3 separate regions of the Sus scrofa genome follow, and all the other regions are linked to region 3. Evidence: chromatin contacts called from public HiChIP or PLAC-seq and promoter capture Hi-C data. All regions are on one chromosome and are shown on one strand. The core of a region is the stretch at or near the end of the contact, and the rest is flanking DNA. Distances in the headings are between cores, read along the strand shown.

Region 1 (3,058 bases), core at 86-2,585, 500 kb after region 3:
TGGATCCCATGATCCATCCTCAAAGAGTGGAAGGAACAGCAAAGTGGAAGGAACAAAGCACTGACGTCAATTACGAGATTAACCCCGAGCACCGGCAGCTGGAGGAAAGGCCTACACATCCATATCCAAATACAAGCTATCGGGGTAACGAGCTGGACCGATTCAGAAGTTATGGGGGGGGGTGTTCCAGTATTACACCCCCAACATTCCCATTTTTAGTCAACCCCCTTAACCAGCCGAAGGCGGAAATTTTTTTCCCTTTTTTTTTTTTCCTTTTTGCGGGGGAGGGAGGGGGAGGAGGAGGAGGAGGAGGAGAAGGAGGAGGACGTGCGCAGGATCGCGAGAAGGAAAGCGAGAACTAGTTGGGTAATGCTAGCCAGCATCTAGGCCCTCTTTTCTCTTCAACTAGAAACACCCTGAAATTCAGGAGGGGCTTTAAAAGCAACGATGCAGTCGAAGGAATTTCTGAGGGCAAGAATGGATTGAGAAATGGAAGGGGAAAGACAAAACTGGGAAAAGATGGATTTCTGGGAATTTTTGTTAGGATTGGGTTAGCCATTTCATTAATGTTTTGTGTGTGTATAAGGGTAGGGGGCTGGAATGCGAAGGCGAAAAGAGATGCCGGATCGAGCAGCCCGAGCCCGGAGGGTCCCTCCGAATCCGGAGGCGGACCCCGTCCTCCCCTCCCCCACTCCCCCGCCGCCCGGCCCGGCCCTCCGTCAGTCCGTCGGTGCTTCTCACCTCCAGTCCCGGCTCCGCTAGGCCCGAACCATCTCCCGGCTGCGGCAGTGGCAGCGCCGGGCCTGCACCTTCACCGGACGCGCATTCGAGCCCGCCCGAGGGGCGGCGACAGGCTGCCAAGGGCGAGGGGCTCCGGGCGGCGGCGGCGGCGAGGGTTCGGGAGGTCTCGAAAAGCGCAGGCGGCGGCGACGCAGCTCACACGGCACAGGCGGAGGTCCCGCCCCGCTCCATGACGGTCGAGGCCTGGCCGGGAGGGCCGGCTGAGGCGGGCTGACGAGGACCTGGCACCGGGATCCCCGCCCCGTCCGCTGGCGGCGGCGGCGGCGACGGCGGCTCGACTCCCGCAGCCAGGGCTGTGACTGACGCAGCGGCCGCGCCACCCATGTGACCAGGGCCGGGCGGGGACGAGGCGTCACGTGGCGACGCCGGGCCCCTCCCCTCCAGAAAAGCGGAGGGCTGCGGGGCCTGCAGTGCCGGGAGGTGACGTCGGGGGGTGGTGACGTGCGCGGCGCTCGGGGCCGAAGACCGTGGCCCGGCCGGGTACTGGCCCCGGCGGCTTAGGCCCGAGCCCTCGGGCCCGGCGGCCGCGTCGGGCCGAGGGGGCGGAGCGTGACCGGGCCTGCGCCTCCCGCGCGCGCACCTCGCACGGCGTAGCCGCTAGCGAGGTTCGGAAGGGCGGGGCCGGGCTGAGCCGGATCTACCGGTTCTGGGGCTCAGGGGGTTGGGCGGACGGCCCCTTCTGGGGGTGTGGCCGAGCCTGAAGCCCCCCTAGACCCTCGGCCTCCTGCTGACGTTGAAGCCCGGAGTCAGTCCAGCGGCCCTCGCGGGTCCGGCCGAGAAAGGAAGGCTGCGGGGAGTTTCTCTACCGGAGGCCGCCCAGAACCTGGCTTGATCACCCGCGAAGCCAGGCAGGCCTTTTTTTTTTCTTGGTCATCTAAGCATCTTCGGCCGTGAATACTTTTCGTCAAGATAACGTTTTCCACACTTTGCTTCTAACATCCTCGGGGAAGCTGTAATTGAGAGTAAAGTAATAGTTATAGACTAGACAGAATTTTCAGAGGGTCTCACAGAACCCAGTGTGGTTAACTGTCCAGAGAAGTGACTTTGGGGTTATTATTTGGAAAACACTTGATAATTTCCTGCCTCTTAGATGATGTCTTTCTATAAAGGAGCCTGGTGAAGCCGTTTTTTTCACTTTCTACGAGCTAATTTTGAAGCAAGCATTTTAAAGATGTCTAAAAATGAAATGCAAGGCTTTTGAGGAGATTTATGATAAACTATAAGGAATGTGCGTATGAATATGTTTTTATCAGCCCTAAAGCTGGTAATTCATCAGCATCAATAGAAGTTTCTTCCTTTTCAAAATTCTGAAGTGACCACAGAATTTTGCTAAACACGCCTTTAAGCTAAACACTTGATGTAGATTTTATATATCTATTTGGAAGTGTATTCATGTAAAACTAAAAATGAACTGTGACAAAACAGTGAAAAATAATCGATGCTCCCATCCCTACCATTTTAACTACTCCAGTTCTGGAGGCAGTCATTTAGCATTTTCTCAGTAGCTTTCCCAAAACATTTATAAATATATTTTATTTTATTTTTTATTTTGTTGTCTTTTTAGGGCTGCACCCGCAGCATATGGAGGTTCCCAGGCTAGGGGTCAAATCAGAGCCACAGCAATGCCAGATCCAAGCTGCATCTGCCACCTACACCACAGCTCATGGCAATGCTGGATCCTTAACCCACTGAGCAAGGCGGAGGATCAAACCTGCATCCTCATGGATACTAGTCAGATTCACATCTGCTGAGCCACAGGGGAACTCCCTAAATATATCTTAAAGTCCAGTTATACATATTTTTTACACAAGTGATCACATACTATATATACTATTAAGTTCCTTCCTTTTCTCAATCAAAATATCTGGATATGTTTCCATATTAACACTGAAAGAACTGCCTCACTCTTCTACGAGCAGTATAATATTCTATTTTATGTAAATAGCATATATATATTTTTTTAACAAATCCCCTACAGGTGGACATTAAGGTTGTTGTCAAGTCTTTACTAAATTACAAACTAAGCTGCAACTAGTAATCATAAGAAGAACAACTATACCTATAAATCCTTAGATTGCAATGTTTAGGTCAAAAGGTATTTTCCATTTGAATGGATATTGCCAAATTAACCTCCACAGATGTGCCAATTTAATTTGCTTTTTTCATATTCTGTCTAGGAAGATTTACAAGGCTGTACTGGAACAGAGTGAAGGTGGAGAGTGACAATAAGATTACCATTTTACACAACAATTAAAGT
Region 2 (2,924 bases), core at 337-2,836, 400 kb after region 3:
GGTTAACGAATCCAACTGGGAACCAAGAGGTAGCGGGTTCGATCCCTGGCCTTGCTCAGTGGGTTAAGGATCCAGTGCTGCCACGAGCTGTGGTGTAGGTCGCAGACGCAGCTCGGATCCGGTGTTGCTGTGGCTCTGGCGTAGGCTTTTGGCTACAGCTCCGATTCGACCCCTAGCCTGGGAACCTCCATATGCTGCGGAGTGGCCCTAGAAAAAGCAAAGAGACAAAACAAACACCAGACTTGTTAAGAAAACACTCTTAAGTCCTTACAACTGAATCAAAGAAGACTTAATTGTCTAAGTTGATTTAGAACACTTGAGATTGACAACAAATGGAGATTCTAAACCTACTATAACAATACAGGACTTTAAGGAAGGGGGATTTTAAATAGCTACATACGAACGGCTGGGTTACAAGGGTTTTCAGTTTCGGGTTAGTGAATATAGTTTTTTTTTCCTTTTAATAGCGCTGCTCCCTTCTCACACTCACGTAAGATCACTGATGAACACTTTGTTCTTCTAAGGATCGACTGTTCCACATGGGGACTTAAGCTTTCTCCTCACAGAAAGCAACAAACATGAGGAAAATATCCAATTTAATAAAGCAGACCAACAGCTGAGATTTTAGGCACATTTCCATGCCAGCATTTGGTAGAATAGGAAAAATAAGCAAATGGAAATCAAAATACCTCATTTCCAGTCTTGACTTGTGATCCTGGACAACACGCTCACCTCTGTCAGCACTTTCCCCAGCCTTTAGAGCCACTAAGTCTTTTTTTTTCTTTTATCAAGGCCACAGCGGCATATTGAAGTTCCCAAGCTAGGGGTAGAACTGGAGCTGCGTCTGTGACCTACAGTTCCGCAGCTCACAGTAATGCCGGATCCTTAACCCACTGAGTGGGGCCAGGGTTCGAACCCATATCCTCAGATACTAGATGGGTTCCTTACTGCCAAGCCACAACAGGAACTCCAAGTCTCTTCTAGCTCTAAAATTGCATCATATTAGCCCACCTTAACTCACGGGAGCATTGGGCAAAAACAACAAGATCAAGTACCGCATTTGCTTGTATTTGGATATTGAGTATCACAAAGTACAACACAAGTCAAGGAGCAAGGCCCAGCTTCTTTCAGCAATTGAAATGCAGACCCTTTGTCTCCCTCCACCCATTAAGCCATATACTCCTACACACCTGTCACCTGGTCCCCAGGAGCCTGCTTATGCTGGGCACAGGGTGTGAAGAGCCGGACAGTGTTGTAGAGGTGACTTCTGTTGGCTTTGGGGATCCCCTCCTTGGTAGCATATGTTTTATACAGCCTCTTCATGTAGCGCAAAGCTCTGGAGTCTGGCTGCAGCCTGGGCAACCCCCCATGCCCATCATACAGAACATTGAAGAGGGGGGAAGGGAGGCCAGATCTGTGTCTCTCATCTGGAGGCCGCAGCAAGGACCAAGGCTCAGCCTCAGATTCCAACACAGCACTAGTTGCAAAGTGAGCTTCTCTTCTAGAAGCCTGAGAACCACAGCTAACAGGAAAACAGAACAAGGCAAAGCAGCAAAAACAAAGGAAGAATTTTCTGGGAAGCGCCATAGTTTGGAAGAACTAGCAGGGAACACATTTCCCCATACCAGTCTTCTTAAAAACCAGGAAGAGCAAAGGTTGGTTTCTTAAATAAATTTTAGGTGTGTGGGTGGGCTAGGTTCATTTCTGTAATCAGACCTCAAGGATGCCTAGCTGAAGATAATTTTTATCAGCTGTGTGTCGGCTATAACACCCTATTTATTCAATTTGTCCTAATTAGATACAGATTTACTTGGTTATTCAGCTTCGGTCTCCCTTTTCCCCTGAGATTTACTTAAACATCTCAAGTTGCTATACTAATCGACTAGCTGTGCAGCTGAAAGGCTAAGAGGAATTAAGGAATGACCTTAAAAACACCAATTTTTTTGTGAGAGATTAGGATTCTTAAAACGTTTCTTAGGTGCTTGCTGAAATTCCCATGACATGCGGAAAAGCTAATTTATTATTCATGATGATACGCAGATCTGTTGGTATGCAATTTATGGTATTAGGTTTACTCCTTTCATTCTCACCACCTCTCCGCTTCCAGGTGCTTAGAATAATTATTTACTGCAAGTTACTTCGGAGGGTGAAAGTCACAACTGGCACTGAAATTCCAGAGAGCAGAGAACTGTTAAGTTCCCTAGTTCTGAAAAGGAGCTTAGGAAGGATGTATAATTGGAAGACTGCAACATGCTTTAAAAAGTAGGACGTCACCTTTGATCCTGACATTTTAAAATGTAGTATCTTGATGTCTTTACTTTCCACATTTATCTATACATACTTTTAGTTGAAAGGTTTAGATATTTTCAGGTGCTGGAAAATCAAAGTTTTATTTTTCATCGATCGTCCAGAAGGTGGGAGAATTTTCTAGGGTATTTGTGTTTTCATCTGTTTCAAGTATGTTCTTGCCTCTGGTCTGAGATTAGGTTAGAGATAATGTTTTAGAGAAAGAAGACAAGGCTGCACCTTAAATAGCTGAGTACACTCAAGGTACAAGATAAAGAAGCCGTCTATTCAGTACCTAGGCTGATAAAACCGAGGTATATCTGTAAATTTTAGGTTTATCGCCTGTTCAGCCTCCCTGGCCCTTGGTTAGGAAGGGTTATAAAACACAACCAAACTGCTGAAAACGAGCTTGGTCTTAAATGACATATGACCAGCAATTCCGTGTACGGAACATTCACAGATACGCTGCATCAAATGAAAAAGTCAGTCAGCTGTACAGGGCGGCAGTAGCCGCCTTAAGTAGAAAGCATTTTCCAAACAAAAACAAAAACAAAAAACGGCATCACCTGCAACATTCCTGCCTCCCTTCCTTGGAAATGGAATGAATTGTGGGTCACGTGACATCCCGCTCTAGGCTG
Region 3 (3,088 bases), core at 117-2,616:
ATCCGAGTGATGGGCATGTTGGCTGTAAAGAGAAGACAGAAGGCTCCTGTTTGGACTGTCGAGAAGCCCCTGGACATTACCCTACCCCACCCCAGGTCATTCATTTACCCTCCCTTGCCCTCTGCCAGGTACCAAGTACTACAATTGTAGTACTACAGCTGGGAAGAGGGCTTTCTCTGGAATAAAACCACCCTCCGAATCTTGTTATCACCTTGAGCAAAACATTTTTTCTTCACTCCCTCCCTCCTAGACAGTCTTGGGAAGAGAGAGGCATGCAAGTGATGGTTCAGGATATATGTGTAGGAAGAGACAAAAACAAGCAAAAAAAAAAAAACAAAAAACAAAACAGAAACCAGGTATCTAAATTCCAGAACTTTTCTCTCAAAATTCAAATCCTTTGGGAAGCTAGGGCCTTCTTTTGCTTAATGCCAGAAATTTCCATACTTGAGTTGTTGCCACTAGCTGTCCACTTTCCCTTAGGGACAAGGAGGCACCCTGCATTCTGGACCACCACCCCCTCCCGCCCAGCCTCCCCCCCCCATCTATTCTATTCTACACCTCCCTAACAGCCACAGTGCAAAGGCCAGGACGCTAACCATTCCCGCCAGACTCCCCTCCTCGGGCTTAGTGGCCCAAGGAACACCTGTGGCGCCTCCTCCCGGGGCCCGGGGAGATCCTCCAGCCACCCTGGTCAGCAAGCCCCAGACCCCGCCACCTGCATAGACCGCCTGAAACCTGGGGCCTGTGCGCGAGCTGGGGCCACAGATAGCTGACGCCAGGAGCACAGGGCGCCCACGCGCCGACGTACACTCGAGTCCCGTGGATGCGCGCAACCAACACACAAGGGCCACCCAGAGGCCGCCCGCGGCTTCGCGCACACAGATCTGCGACAGCGGCCGGGCGCCGGCAACCTTGGCCGGGTAGGCGGTCCATGCAGCGGTCCGCCTCCCCTCCCGCCTGCCCCCACCCGGCGCAGCCGCTCGCCGCTCCTCCAGCGCCCTCCTGAGCCCGCGCCGGGACCCAGGCAACGCCGCGCGCCCGCCACTCTCCCGGCTAGGGTTTTCGGTCCCTACTTCCTTGTGCCCTGCGCGCCTTTGTTCGACGCCACCGATGCCTCCCGCGGAGAAGGTGTGCTCACCTCGGCAGCAAGCGCTATCCGGCAGTGGTGCCCGAGGGTCCCGGCGCTGCAAGGGCTGCTGTGTGGGCGCGAGGAGCGCGATTCCCGGTGGGAGCGAAGAGAAGGCAGAGGATGCCCGGGCCGCGGAGCCGCTGGGCACGGCTGGCCTTGGCTTGGCACGGCTCCCGTTGGCCTCTGCTCGGCCGGGCTCGAGCGCACGTCCTGCCTGGACGAAGGAGTGGCGCGCACTGCCTGAACCGCGACGCGGGCGAGAAATCTAAACACTTAGCGGGATTCCCCCAGCCCAGGCCCGGCCCCGCCTCCTAAAGAGCCGCGAGGGCGCCCATTGGCCGGCGCCGCCTCATCATTTCGGGGAAATCAGGCTGTTGTAGAGCTAGCGGCGAAGGGGAAGTACAGGGCGGCTGCCCCTCCCCACCCCCTCCGGCCTGGCGCCGCCGCCCCGGGGCGACCGCGGGCCCGCCCCGCCGGCTCCCACTCCACCCCCACAGCAGCTCGCCCCGGAGAAAGGCTGTCCTGGAAAGCCAAACGCCCCCGGCCCGCAGTTACTCCTGTCACTCAGCACTCCCCAACCTGCTAGCTGCCATGGCCATCTCTTCGTCTTCCTTTATGGAGGGTAGGGACAGCAGTCTCCCCAGGCCCGGTGAGGGGGTCACCTGGGCACCTGCCTCCTCCTTAAGAGTGGAGGCCAGGACTGAATCTCCAAAACCAACCTGCTTCCTCAAGTCCGGAAATGGGGTGTCAAGAGGGAGGGTTTTGGCTCTCAAAAGGTCGCCTTTTTGAGGAGTGACCTACCTCCAGGTCACTCACCTGCCCTGGGGAAGTAAAGGAAAGCATACCCTGTTTGGGACTGCCTGGACAGGTTGGCCCCTGCTGGTGCAGCCTGCCAAGGGACTCGTGGGTATCTCAGTTTCCAGTAACAATAACCGTATCTTGCTGGCTTTACAGTGACAAAAAGGGCTGATGTCTATAAAGCGCCATGCCCTACTTGGGCTACAGATGATGCATGATTTGCAAGGTCCCTGTCCAGAGTCTAATAGTGATCAGGGAGGGATCTCTTCCACTTCTCTGTCTACTTCCTTGGGACTGCCCCACGACTGGCCTTAGGGAAAGGAAGAAGGGTTTCAGAAAACCCAGGACTGCTGAATTGGGGTAGGGGTGGGGTAGCCTTGGTTCCTCCTAGCCCTCTTCCTTTAGGCCACATCCACAGACTCACGTGGCACTTGCATCGGAGCCCCACTGTGGAAGCATTGGTGTAGTCTCTGGGCCCTCAATGCTTAGTCCAGAGGGTTTCTGGGCAACATGAGGGAATTGCTTAGGGCTGAGCAAGGCTGTGGGTCTAGCGGAAGGGTTGGAAAGTCCAGGTCCTAAGCTTCTTGGGAATGGCAGCTCTTTAACTCTTGTGCTTACAACTAGACCTTGCCCTGCTTGTGCTCCTAGTGACTGGACTATGTTCATTTTTCTATCCAGAACTCTGGCCTAGCAGGCTGCTTCCTTCACCTCCCCAAAGCTGCTGACTCAGAAGTAAATCACTCTTCCAGGCCAGGCTGGTGGTATCACTCCTGTCACCCAAGCTCGCCCTCTGTAGCAGCCCCCAATTTCAATGTTACAAGCTATAAATAGACACTTTGATGCAGCATTCCACCTGTCAGTCACACTACAGCTCCCTCCCACGGAAGAAATGGATGGGTTAATCCAATTCTGGTACACCCAAATCTGATGCTGTAAGACCAAGCTTGGTTCCCAGGAAACCAACAGGAATGGGTCAGAGCTGTCTCCCAGATACTGATGGGTGCAGAGAGGGAGGAGAAACTGGGAGAAATGAGCCTAGCTGGGTTTTAAGCAAAGTGGAAGGTGTCCTGGAAGTGGGAGAAGGATTGGGGTGCTTTAAGTGGCAGATGGGAATGGGAGCACACTATAGAGACCAAGACCTTCTGAGCAAGAAGAGTAGAA

What was found. Promoter capture Hi-C pulls out the DNA fragments that hold promoters and counts their contacts. HiChIP or PLAC-seq counts read pairs in DNA pulled down with a chosen protein or histone mark.
Region 1: a contact with region 3 is called in a promoter capture Hi-C map of fetal skeletal muscle, with 8 times the contacts expected there. The contact joins the promoter of AFF4 here to the promoter of IRF1 in region 3. A contact is called at or near these places in 1 of 5 promoter capture datasets (fetal skeletal muscle) and 1 of 2 datasets of contacts at active chromatin or transcription factors (alveolar macrophages).
Region 2: an H3K27ac HiChIP or PLAC-seq map of alveolar macrophages shows a contact between it and region 3. The contact joins the promoter of GDF9 here to the promoter of IRF1 in region 3. A contact is called at or near these places in 1 of 5 promoter capture datasets (fetal liver) and 1 of 2 datasets of contacts at active chromatin or transcription factors (alveolar macrophages).

The regions. Positions count from the first base shown.
Region 1 is chr2:135,282,596-135,285,653 of Sscrofa11.1, forward strand. It overlaps AFF4 (AF4/FMR2 family member 4), which reads right to left and starts at 1,336. Exons shown (of 21, transcript XM_021084750.1): 1 at 742-1,336.
Region 2 is chr2:135,182,865-135,185,788 of Sscrofa11.1, forward strand. It overlaps GDF9 (growth differentiation factor 9), which reads right to left and starts at 1,587. Exons shown (of 2, transcript NM_001001909.1): 1 at 1,191-1,587. The coding sequence starts at 1,587.
Region 3 is chr2:134,782,280-134,785,367 of Sscrofa11.1, forward strand. It overlaps IRF1 (interferon regulatory factor 1), which reads right to left and starts at 1,367. Exons shown (of 10, transcript NM_001097413.1): 1 at 1,139-1,367; 2 at 1-22. The coding sequence starts at 17. The region is part of intron 11 of SLC22A5 (solute carrier family 22 member 5); the gene reads left to right.